3 separate regions of the Zea mays genome follow, and regions 2 and 3 are each linked to region 1. Evidence: chromatin contacts called from public Hi-C data. All regions are on one chromosome and are shown on one strand. The core of a region is the stretch at or near the end of the contact, and the rest is flanking DNA. Distances in the headings are between cores, read along the strand shown. Region 1 holds the start of LOC100286105 (teosinte branched1 protein). Region 2 holds the start of LOC100272523 (GDT1-like protein 4). Region 3 holds the start of LOC103653468 (transcription factor AIG1).

Region 1 (3,714 bases), core at 736-3,235:
CAAGGGTGGAATGGGACGCCCTTGGCTGATTAGAAAAGCTAGAGTGAGTTAATCCTTTTCCGAAATGGGCAAGCACGGTGGAGGAGTGCAGGTGTAGGGAGGTCCTCGTGTCGGACTGTCTTTTTTAGCTTTTCGGACTAGGGATTCCTATATCGCTTTCGGCCTAGAATCCATAGCAGGTTCTCTCCTCTAGTGAAACTTTTCAAAGACCTCGTAGTGTACCCTCGCCTACTCACCTTGGCAGTGTTTAAGGGTCCGATCAACCCGAGGCGACAAAGGGAACACGTCTTATGGGTAAAGATGCGTAACCTCTGCAGAGTGTAAAACTGGTATATCAGCCGTGCTCACGGTAATGAGCAGCTTGGACCCTCACATGAGTAACTTATGAAATTAAACTTAATCTATCATATGCATTGCATTATGGAATTGTTATTAAATGTGATCTCTTATTTTATTGGGATGGTATTCACTTGTACTTAGTAACGCTAATAAAATTTTGACCCAACTTATTAAAAGCAATGCTCAGCCTTAACCATTATTTGTTGATCAGTCTTACATTATACATGAGCCTCCACTGTAAGTGAGCTCATACACATTTTTCCCTACACTTGTTGAGCGATGAACATCCGTGAGCTCACCCTTGCAATAAACACCCCCATAGGTGAAGAGCAAGTGCCCCGAAGGAGGACTACTACGACGAGGTCTAAGTGTTGTCTCCCAGTCAGCTTGATGACACCAATGGATAATAATAATATTAGTTCGATTTATTTGTTATAAGTTATTTGGTAAGGTATTTTTGTTATGTAATAAAGTTTGTGACATTCGTCTCTATACACTGAGTCATTGTATGCGTTGATCTTCTTTGGCGCACATATGAGACACACCCGGATTTGCCCCTTAAATCTGGGTGTGACATCAGTAGAATACTAGTCCGCATTGTAACATCTACCTTTGGACTATAAAAGGGCAAGACAACCCTCATCCAAAGATCATCCCATATCCTCCCAGCTTTACACAAGCACCCGACTGTAACACGCTCTAAGCAATACGTACTACTGTCAACATTGTACTGGACTAGGGCTCCGGTCTGAACCAGTATAATCAACTCGCCTCAGATCCACCCTCGAGCTCCACCCGTAGCTCATCATTCGGAGTGAGTACCGCGCAAACACCCCTGCCGAACACAAATCTTATTGTCCACGGGTTCCGAAAACCACAACAAATAGTTATCCATATTAAAATTAATTAAAATCAATATCTATATATTGTTAACAATACAAAGTTACATTTTAGAGATGGACTATCGTTAGGTAATTATACATGCATGTTATCTGTTAAATTAAAATTATTGTTTTTTCTTTAGGGCTAGTTTGGCAACCCCATTTTTCAATGGAATTTCCAATTTTCCAAGGAAAAATGAACTAATTTCCCTTGGGAAAATGAAAAACTTTTGGAAAATAGGGTTCCCAAACTGGCCCTTATATAGCTAATTAGTCATGATTATAAGATTTGGATGGCTTCAAAACCTGGGGATGATGGTAATGTAGGGCATTTCATATTTTTATCGATGTGAAATTAGATAGATATATAGTAGCAGTCTTTTTTAAAGAAAAAATAATTGCGAACATTATCTATACAATCAAAACAAGCATACGGATATCCATATTGACAGCAAATAGATATCGGATCTTGCAGATATATCTAGACTAGACATCCGCATTGTCTCGAGGCCCTAGAACGACACGTATTACCCTGTGTGGGCCCTCCTGCTTTCTTACCCGACCTACTGCTATCTCCGATCGATCCATTGTGGCACCATGATGCTTCAGTGCACTAACGTACAAAAGCAGAGCGCTTTATTATTATTTATTTATACGTATATGGCAGTCATAGATCGCCAGCCACTGCTGCCTCAGCTCGGTCATTACCCTAACAGCGGGCCTCATCACCATCGGCGTCTACCTACCAGCAAGAGCAGTCAGTCACTTACCGAACCCTACTGCAGCTGCTTTTGTTTCCTTATGCCCTCGACCGCCGCGATGTCGTCGTCTTGGGACGGGTACGGCGGGCAGATCTTCCCCGCAGACATGTCGTCGTTCCACCGCCACCAGGACACCCTGGAGGCGGTGTTCCACCACCCGCCGCCTGAGACGACGACGACGACGGGGCTGCTGAGGAACGACGGGTCATCACCGGTGGTGGACGACGGCGGCGGCCACGCCGCACCGCGAAGGCGGCCGTTCCGGACGGACCGCCACAGCAAGATCCGCACGGCGCAGGGCGTGCGCGACCGCCGGATGCGGCTGTCGGTCGGGGTCGCGCGCGAGTTCTTCGCGCTGCAGGACCGCCTCGGCTTCGACAAGGCCAGCAAGACGGTGAACTGGCTCCTCACCCAGTCCAAGCCGGCCATCGACCGCCTCGTCGACGCCGCCGCCGCCGCCGACGACCCCGCGGCCGTAGCAGCCTCAGGAGGCCGACGACCGACGGTGGTGAGGGGCAGAGGCGAGGGCAGCTCCTCGAGCACTTGCTGCTGCTTGACGGACTCGAGAGAGGCCGCCGAGGAGGCGACGGGGAACGGGAGAAGCAGAGGCGGCCCTGACGACGGGCCACCGGCAGCGCTTCTGGAAGGACACGGCGGCTGCGGCGAGCTGGGCTGGATCATGTCGGGAGCGCCCACAGCAGCGGTGGCAACGACGACGACGACGACGCCGCAGCAGCCGGACGGGCACGAGTACTACTACCAGTATTGCCTGCAGCTCGAGGAGATGATGCGATGCAGCAACGACGAAGGAGAAACAACGCCAGGTGATTTCTTGTATGGTATGCAGACGCGTGATAGGTCTTGAGCTCTCTAAACGCGCGTGAGAGGATTTTCCATTACGTCCTGAGATTATGCTGATCTGCTGCCATGATGATCCATTACTACTGCATATCTATCTAGTACATATAAATCTCAACTGGTTCTTTATCTCATCAATCAAGATCCAAAGGCCCATTAGCCCGGGTTTGTGTTATCGACTTTTGCATTGGTTAATGGCAATTAACCTTATTATGATTCACTATGACATGTTCGTCAATTGTTCACATATACATAATCGTGCTAATGGTATCTGTTACTTTCAGTGCACTGATGACGTATAAACATTATTTATATGAAGTTGTTGCGAGTTCTGAGCTTTGTAGAAAACTCCATGGACATATCTATGATCCTTTAAACACAATATTATTTGAACACGGGATTTCAACCAACTAGCACAGATGAAATAAAAAAATAGCTATGGAACCTGGCTAGTGATGCTAGAAATTAAATTACATATTCTTCAGGAAAGATAGATACCAGTGGCAAATTAATACTAACCAATAGTAACACATGGACGATATTGATAATTTGCTTAATTAATCTCAAATATTTGACAGATTTGCATAAGAATCAGAATGGGATTATACTTGAATTATCTGGAACAAATGGTATTATTGTTTTTCAGGCCTTTTGAGTTACACGGTTTGGAGTACGTGAGAATATGTACACTTCATTTATTCCAGTTCCTTATATCATAAATTTAAATTCATTCCCTTAGTTTTGCCACCTTCCTCATTTTTAACTTTAGTTATATTTTTTCTCAGTTTTGTCATTCTGTTATATAACACTAGAATGGTAAACTGAGAAAAAAACACGACTAAGAATAGAAATGAATAGAAATGAGGACACCAGCA
Region 2 (3,714 bases), core at 759-3,258, 460 kb after region 1:
ATTGACTAAAATCTTCTTGCCATGTACTCCCTCTGTTCCAATTTATAATTCGTTTGACTTTTTTTGACACCAAATTTGACCGGCTCGTCTTATTAAAAAAAATTGCAAAAAAATGAAAAATTCAAAGCCATAAAATATATTATAAGCTTAATGATATCATAGTAATAGTAAATAATAATTGGGAAATTTTTTGAATAAGACGAGCTGGTCAAATTGATGTAAAAAAAGTCAAACGAATTATAAATTGGAAAGGAGGGAGTATAACTTAAGGGCATTTTTGTTACCATAGTGGATATGTGCAAGGATTATAGCTGTGAAGTTTAATAAGAATACAATGAAAGGATTATAGCTGCACCAGATTAATGCAAAGCCAATACAATCAGCACATGATTGATTATTGTATGTCTTTCGATCGAATTAAAAGTGAATAGAGAATGCCTCAAATAGCATACATTGACAACCATGTCCATGTTGGTGTCATATGCTTGAGTCCTCAAAGCAAACAGAGACACACAAAAGAAATAAATTCTTTGCCTTCTTGACATAGTAAACATCCAAAAGTCATTACAGTAACTTACCAGATTTGGTGCAACCCAACCTAGAGAAGCTGATAGAGCTGTCATCACCTAAAATTAGTAAATAAATCAATTAAACTATTTGTTAAAAAATGAACAGATAAAGAAAAAGGATACCATAGGTCAGCATGTAAAATCTCGAATATACTCACTATTAGTGCAGTCAAACAGCCTGCCAGGACCAGTTTCCTGGGATGGCGCATAGCCAATATCTAATAAAAAATAAATAGAGCATGAGTAATTCCAGAGCTCGAAACAAGGGTCATAAAAAAAAGAAGCGTGTAAATGCAGGCATTCGAAAATATTGAAAAGAAAGGGGGTATGTTTGTCTTGATAGGCCCAGACCCTGTCAAATCCCCCATCCTCCGAAGACGCAATTCTGGTGTACGCTGCTGAAACAATTCTGGTGGAAGAGGACCGCACCAAAATGGCAGGTTCGCGAATTTGGCAAGTGCATCAGCTACACGAAACTGCAGGCACAGTCTACGCCCACATGCGTGGAACCCACGCGCAACGATGAAATTGGGTGAAAATTTTGTGTCCGCAGCAAATCGAACGCACAATCAGTTTGGCCGGCGGAGGAGCGTAAAGAAATCCGAGCTCCCAATCTACAGCAGTACAGCTACCAGCTCGCTTGTCACTACTTAATAAGAAAATTAATAAAAAAAAGTCGTCTCAGCTCAGCAGCAGTAGAAACAGACAAGCGAATCGAGCCAAGAATTCGACAGCAAGGCGCTTCACCCGCTCGCTCTATCGGCGAATCTGCAGCTACCGCACGATCTCGTGACGGGATCGAGCCACCGCAAATTGTCCTCCGAACCGATTTACCTCCCACCCAACAGCCGAGCAAAGAGGCACGCCGCGGCGGCATACTGCCGAATATCTGGCGGGAGTGCACCCGGCCCGTCTACGCAACCACACGGGGCAACGGCGCACGCAAGCAGAGGCAGGCAAGGCAAGCAAAAGGACAGGAGCAAGAGCAGGCGACGTGAGGGGGATGGGGGAAGGAGGCCTACCGCGGCGGCGAAGAAGGTCTTGTCCCCGACCTCGGAGAGCACCGTCATGGCCAGCGACTTGGTGAAGCCCTGCACGCACGCACCTAGAACCATGAGCAAGAAGCCAAGCCACTTCCTCTGCTTAATTAACACACCTGAATGAAGAAGAAGGGGAGAGAGGAAGAGGAAAGGTGACCCCGAGCAGAGACGGCGCCATGGCGGAGGAGGGCGGCGGGGCGCCGCGATTCCGATCTCGGAGGGGGCGCGGGGTAGAGGTAGACTGGTAGAGCAGCCGAGGCGAAGAGCAGGGTCGGGTGAGAACGCGCGCGCGGGGCCGTCGGATCCGGGACGGGCGTCGGCGTCACGTGCGACGCCTTTTTTTTAAAGGCGCCGGCGCCAGGTGCGCTCACTGGGAAACGGGTCGGGAGTTGGTTGGGTCGGTATCGGGATCGGAGGTGACCGGAGCTCGTGTGGTGTGACCTGAGGCCGGCGGCGCCCGGTATCCTTGTGAGCCGTGCGCCGTCGATGCCGCATCCTGCGGCCTCGGGAAGCGGACGGGAATGGGCGAAGGCGAGAGCGTGGCCCGTGGCGCGGTGGCGGCGCATGGCAGACCATTTGCCATGTCCGTGTCGATTCGTTTTGGCCTTCTTGTCTCTTGTTTTTTTTTCTCATTGTTTAACTAACACATGCGAGTCGGCAACGTTGACACCGCAAAATTTCGTTCCGTTCTATTCCATCCCCGTATATGTGGTTGTGCGCGGAGCCTCCACTCCGCCGCGGGGAGGAAACGACCGCCCCGGCGGCGACTGCCGCGGCCGCGGCGCGGGGAGGAGGCGGCGGTGGTGGCCTCCAACGTCAGATCTAGTCGCAAAGCTTGTGGAATCAATTTATGGCGCGCGCACCGGCCGGTGGACGAAGCGGTCCCGGCTCGAGCGTGGGCCCATGGGAGAGAGGAAGGAGGCGCTCGCCGGGGGAGGTGTTTGTAACTAGGCTACATTCCTCTCATCCTATTAATTTGATGCGATAATTTACCATAAGTATCTCTCCATATAAGCTATAACTTTAACAAGTGTGTGGATTTCATGCTGTCAGGAACTAAAAATTGGGCAAAGGATGATGACAATATCTACGGTTGGTGTTCCAAATACAATAAAAATGCTAGCATCTCACAAGCTTCAGTCAACGCTGGCAGTCAGGTATGTTATTACGAATTTGAATATCACATACCATTAGCACTGGCGGTCAGTCACCATGCTATATTGCAGGCCTCTTATTTTTTTGCTTATGAAGATCCTCCGGTCACAAAACCTGAGCCCTATTTTAGCTTGTAATTTGTTAATACACTTAAGTATGATATCTGGTCACCACAATATAATTGGTTCAAGGCTTTGATTGCATAACTTCTGGTTGAGCAGCAACACATAATAAGGAACCGAGAAGCAGATGTAGCATTTCCCCCTGTAATATGTTGTTGACAAGTCTGTCGTGTTTGAAATCAGTCTGCATGCCCCAAATCAGAAGCTGCGGGAGACGATTGTTCCTAGCACCAAGTCTTACCCCTTGGGAGCACTAATGGATGATTGCAAGAGTTACTTCCTTGAAACTGGGTGCAGGGTATCCTTCGAGTACACTCTGCTAGGTATCAGATGATTCTATCTGTTTCAGGAGAAAATATTACTCAGCGACATTACTAACATGGCTAGAGTGGATTTCGTGGCCAGCTGGGATTAACGATGAAAAGGAGCATGCCGTAGAGCTAGCAGAACTACTTCGTATGTGTGGAGGTGGTTACCATGTGAACCTGATTCCCTATAACCCAATTGAAGGCTCCGAGTACAAGAGACCTTACAGAAAAGTGGTATGTGTGCTTTATGTCCTATAATAAACAAATATAAACTATTATTTCGTAACCAGTTACTTATCTTATTTACATTATTATACTACAAATTAGGTCCAAGCCTTTGTTGATGCTTTAGAAGCACGTAAGATAACAGTCAGCGTTCGACGGACCCGTGGGCTTGATGCTAACGCAGCCTGTGGGCAGCTGAGGAATGAGTTTCAGAAGAATCCACTACTTGAGATTGAACTGTCACCCTCCACAGAGCGGACCCTCATAACTGCTTAATTCAAACACCTATCAGGTT
Region 3 (3,714 bases), core at 736-3,235, 290 kb after region 1:
CTATGGGGTGTATGTGTGCGGTGCGCGCCCGCGCAAGTAGGCGCGGTGGCTGCAGGTGTAGTGGCGGTAGGAGGGAGAGAGAGGAGAGGAGAGGCGTGCAGCAGCCAGCAGAAGCAGCATTGGCGATTGATGAGTGGTGCGAGTGCATGCGAGTATGGAGGAAAAGCTACAAAAATTGCGCGTGTGGGTGCAGCCTTTGCATGCGCGCCCTCCGGCCGGCCTCCCTGCCTGCCGCTTTTGGGGGTGAGCCTGATGAGCTCTGACACGAGCGTGCGCGCTTGTCTTGCACGGACCGCTCGATCTCCACCCCGCAGGAACGCAGCGGGGGAAGCAGGGCGCGCGCGGTCTCCCACGGGACCAAAGCCTCCTGCGTCATCCTTGCTGCCTGCCATGCCATGTCACCTACTGCTACCTATGACCATTTTTTTTTCACTTGGTCGTCTAACCTATCTATGACCATCTCATCTTGTCTTTGTTTTGTCCCCTTTTGTAGTTTGTCCTAACATATATAGAGGCCCTACCTTGCAACATATATTATTGGAAATGTGCCTTGAAACGAAATTCCTGTCTCAAAATATATATGATCATTGTAAATATGTATGACATTACTACTCACCAGGGAGATAGTTATTGGAAGAAATTAAAGATTAAGTTGAGGCGATTCCATCAGAAATGGGATTGCTTGCAGTGCTCTTGATTATTTCAACCATGTAATTATATATGCTATGGGTGAAGGTTTATAGAGCCAGCCAGTGTCACACTAGCGGTGGTAGCGCGGGTGTCCAAAGAAACTGGCTAAGCTGTCTAGTTAGGTAGCAAGCTCGGTTACACCCTGTGTGTTACCCTGAGCTGTTTGTTAGCTGTCTGTTCAATCTGAATTGAACAGTCCGGTAATCAAGCTAGTGGCCATTTTCTTGTCGCCTGCTCGATCTGAACTGAACAGTGGGCGATCAACCCAAGCTATGAACTGATCTCGCGATCGTGCATCTCTGCAGGGCCACCAAGCTGGCAGGTTCTAGCTAGGGTTTCGTCATAGATGGATGGATGGATCTACACGCGGTTAGCATAACATGCACAGGATGTGATGTGATGTCATGGGTGTACCAAGTAACCTCATCACCTTGGAGGTGTTGGGGAGCAGGCTGCGGAGCCTGGCGAGGTGGCTGTTGATGCGCTGGCGGCGGCGGCGCTCGGCCTCGCTGTGGCTGCGAGAGGCCGCCAGCGCCTTGGCGTCCATGATCTCCTTGGCCGCCATCCGCCCCAGCTCCATCTGCAGGGTGCCCAGAAGGCCGGACACCATCCTCGACCCGTGCTGCATCGCCGACGTCCCACCACCGGCTGCGGCAGCCAGACCGTGCGGCGCAGGCAGCGCGGTCTCTGGGCCGCCGAACACCCCGAATTGTCCACCCACCCCGCCGTCGCTGTACCCGCCGCCGCCGAAGCCGAAAGGGCTCGCGGCCGCCTCAGCGCCCGACGGCCCCGGCTGCGCGTGGTGTGGGGCCATGTAGGAGAACCCCGGCGCGGCGCCGGCGGCCGGGCCGAGCCACGGCAGGAGCGCCGGGCCGGCGCCGTGCCCGTAGTCGGCCGCTCCTGATCCGGCGGCCTGCAGCAGGAGCGCCTCGTGGCTGCCGTGAAAGCCGCCGCCTTCCCACATCCCGATCGGTCGGTCGGCGGCGCCCCTCTCGCAGGAGCTGAGGTAGCGTAACGGTAGCTTGCTGGTGGATTCTTGGGGACGGCGCGGCGGCTGCTTCGCCTCGTGTGGTGCTCTCGCTTCTTCTCTTTGCTTTGCCGGTCAAAGGAAAGCGTGGGACGGCCGGGTGGTGCCTTTTAAACTCTCGGTTGTGTCGACCTGCCCACTTCGTTGCGCGACACTCGTGTGTGGCTTTAGGCCGTCCGCCATAGCTTTTTGCTATGCGTCCTGTCGCCTTTTCGCACCGCGGAGGGGGTGAGCTGGTCGCCTAATTGTCGATCGAGACGGCTAGGGCTCCCTCGTCGACGGCACTAGCTAGCTAGGCTACTTGATGAGTACTTAAGGGAGCGGTGCACATTCCTTGCTCGTGTTATTATCTTTAGTAACAATTAAACATACTCTAAAGTTACAATAATATGCGACGCTTAGCTTATTGTGTCATTAACTGGCCGATCTATTTTGAAGTTTGTTTTACGATAATGTCGTATGTGCTTCACTGCTTCAACTAGTCTGCTAATCAAAACTTGGAGTATTATGCTCGAATGCGTGCTCATGTATATGCAACTCAGATGCGTATGAGTGTGAAGGACCATTGAAACACGTTGTATATATTTCAGTTTATTCTGGTATCGGACTAGCTCTGAACCACGTGTGGACACATTTTTTAGTTGGATCCCCATCGAACAGCTTTGAACGTGAAGGACGTCGAAGAAACATTTTGCTTTTCGACATTATTAGAGATAGGAAAGGATAGGGCTGGTAATAGATCGGATCATGATCTAAATGCTTGCTTCCTCATAATTTGTATGAGCCAGTAATTAATTTTAGTTTAAAAATAAATAGAAATAGAGCTCGAATCTAGTCATATGATCCTTAGATTTTGTAGTATAAAATTTAGAGTGTATTACCATCCATAGTGACTAGGTTTCGGAATCGATGGTAACGAGAAACAGTAACGTGGTTCACGGTTCGCTACTAAAAGTAGGTTTTAACACTACGAGAACGAGATTATATTGTTCCCACATTTTTTAAAAGGAATTGTTGTTCCCGTAACGAGAAACATGACCAAGTTCCACGTTTCCAGTTTCTAAGTTATCACCCCACAAGAGGTTTTCAAAAAAAATAGACCATTGTGTCGAGTGGATTTCCAGCCGCTGCTTGACAATTTGGCTGGTAAATTATCGGCATGGAAAGGGAAGCTGCTTGATAAAGCTGGAAGACTGACTCTGGTAAATTCAGTGCTCACGGCTGTCCCGGTGCATTTTTTGACAGTTTTCCCTTTGAAGAAGTGGACCATTAAGAAGATCGATAAAATTAGGAGGTCTTTCCTTTGGAGAGGTGCTGAAAATGCTAATGGTGGGCACTGTCTAGTGAATTGGACCAAGTCTGCCAGACCGAAATCCTTGGGTGGCCTTGGCATCTTGGATCTAGAGCGTTTCAGCCGTGCTTTGCGCCTCAGGTGGCTTTGGCTCAGCTGGACTGATTCTAATAGGCCGTGGGCTGGTTCTCAGATACCCTGTGATAAAATAGATGCAGCTTTGTTCCGGGCATCAACATCTGTAACGGTTGGCAACGGACTGAAGACAAATTTTTGGCATGACGCTTGGCTCTCAGGCAAAGCTCCGATTGACATTGCACCTAGCTTGTACCCCCTGGCATGGCGCAAAAATCGATCGGTGGCTGAATAATTGGTTAACCTCAATTGGACGAGAGGTCTATGGAGAATGGAAAATGTTCAACAGATGGCTGAATTCATACAATTGTGGAACCATATTGAGGGGGTGCAGCTCAATGACCTGGAAGATTGCATTCGGTGGATATGGACCGAGAATGGAGTGTACTCTTCCAAATCAGCTTATCTTGCACAATTCAAGGGCTCTTACAGTGCTTTCAAAGCAAAAACTATCTGGAAGGCGCATGCCGAAGGGAAACATAAGTTCTTTGTGTGGCTGCTCATTCAAGCAAAGATCCTCACAGCAGATAAACTAATTCAAAGAAATTGGCCATGCAATCCTGTGTGTGTC

Evidence for each region. Hi-C and Micro-C count contacts between places; a contact is called where the count stands out from the background.
Region 2: a contact with region 1 is called in a Hi-C map of leaf, with 6 times the contacts expected there. The contact joins the promoter of LOC100272523 here to the promoter of LOC100286105 in region 1. A contact is called at or near these places in 2 of 25 Hi-C or Micro-C datasets (ear and leaf).
Region 3: a contact with region 1 is called in a Hi-C map of ear, with 2.2 times the contacts expected there. The contact joins the promoter of LOC103653468 here to the promoter of LOC100286105 in region 1. A contact is called at or near these places in 2 of 25 Hi-C or Micro-C datasets (ear and tassel).

The regions. Positions count from the first base shown.
Region 1 is chr4:85,518,833-85,522,546 of Zm-B73-REFERENCE-NAM-5.0, forward strand. It overlaps LOC100286105 (teosinte branched1 protein), which reads left to right and starts at 1,986. Exons shown (of 1, transcript NM_001158993.2): 1 at 1,986-2,995. The coding sequence starts at 2,022. The coding sequence ends at 2,846.
Region 2 is chr4:85,977,422-85,981,135 of Zm-B73-REFERENCE-NAM-5.0, forward strand. It overlaps LOC100272523 (GDT1-like protein 4), which reads right to left and starts at 2,009. Exons shown (of 12, transcript NM_001365868.1): 1 at 1,767-2,009; 2 at 1,592-1,660; 3 at 728-787; 4 at 579-626. The coding sequence starts at 1,787. It overlaps LOC103655381, which reads left to right and starts at 2,316. Exons shown (of 5, transcript XM_020552113.2): 1 at 2,316-2,424; 2 at 2,625-2,766; 3 at 3,070-3,209; 4 at 3,292-3,428; 5 at 3,522-3,714. The coding sequence starts at 2,316. The coding sequence ends at 3,695. LOC109946030 (a long non-coding RNA gene) reads right to left here and starts at 1,585. Exons shown (of 2, transcript XR_002269124.1): 1 at 1,317-1,585; 2 at 927-1,218.
Region 3 is chr4:85,807,109-85,810,822 of Zm-B73-REFERENCE-NAM-5.0, forward strand. It overlaps LOC103653468 (transcription factor AIG1), which reads right to left and starts at 1,986. Exons shown (of 2, transcript XM_008680362.4): 1 at 1,121-1,986. The coding sequence starts at 1,654.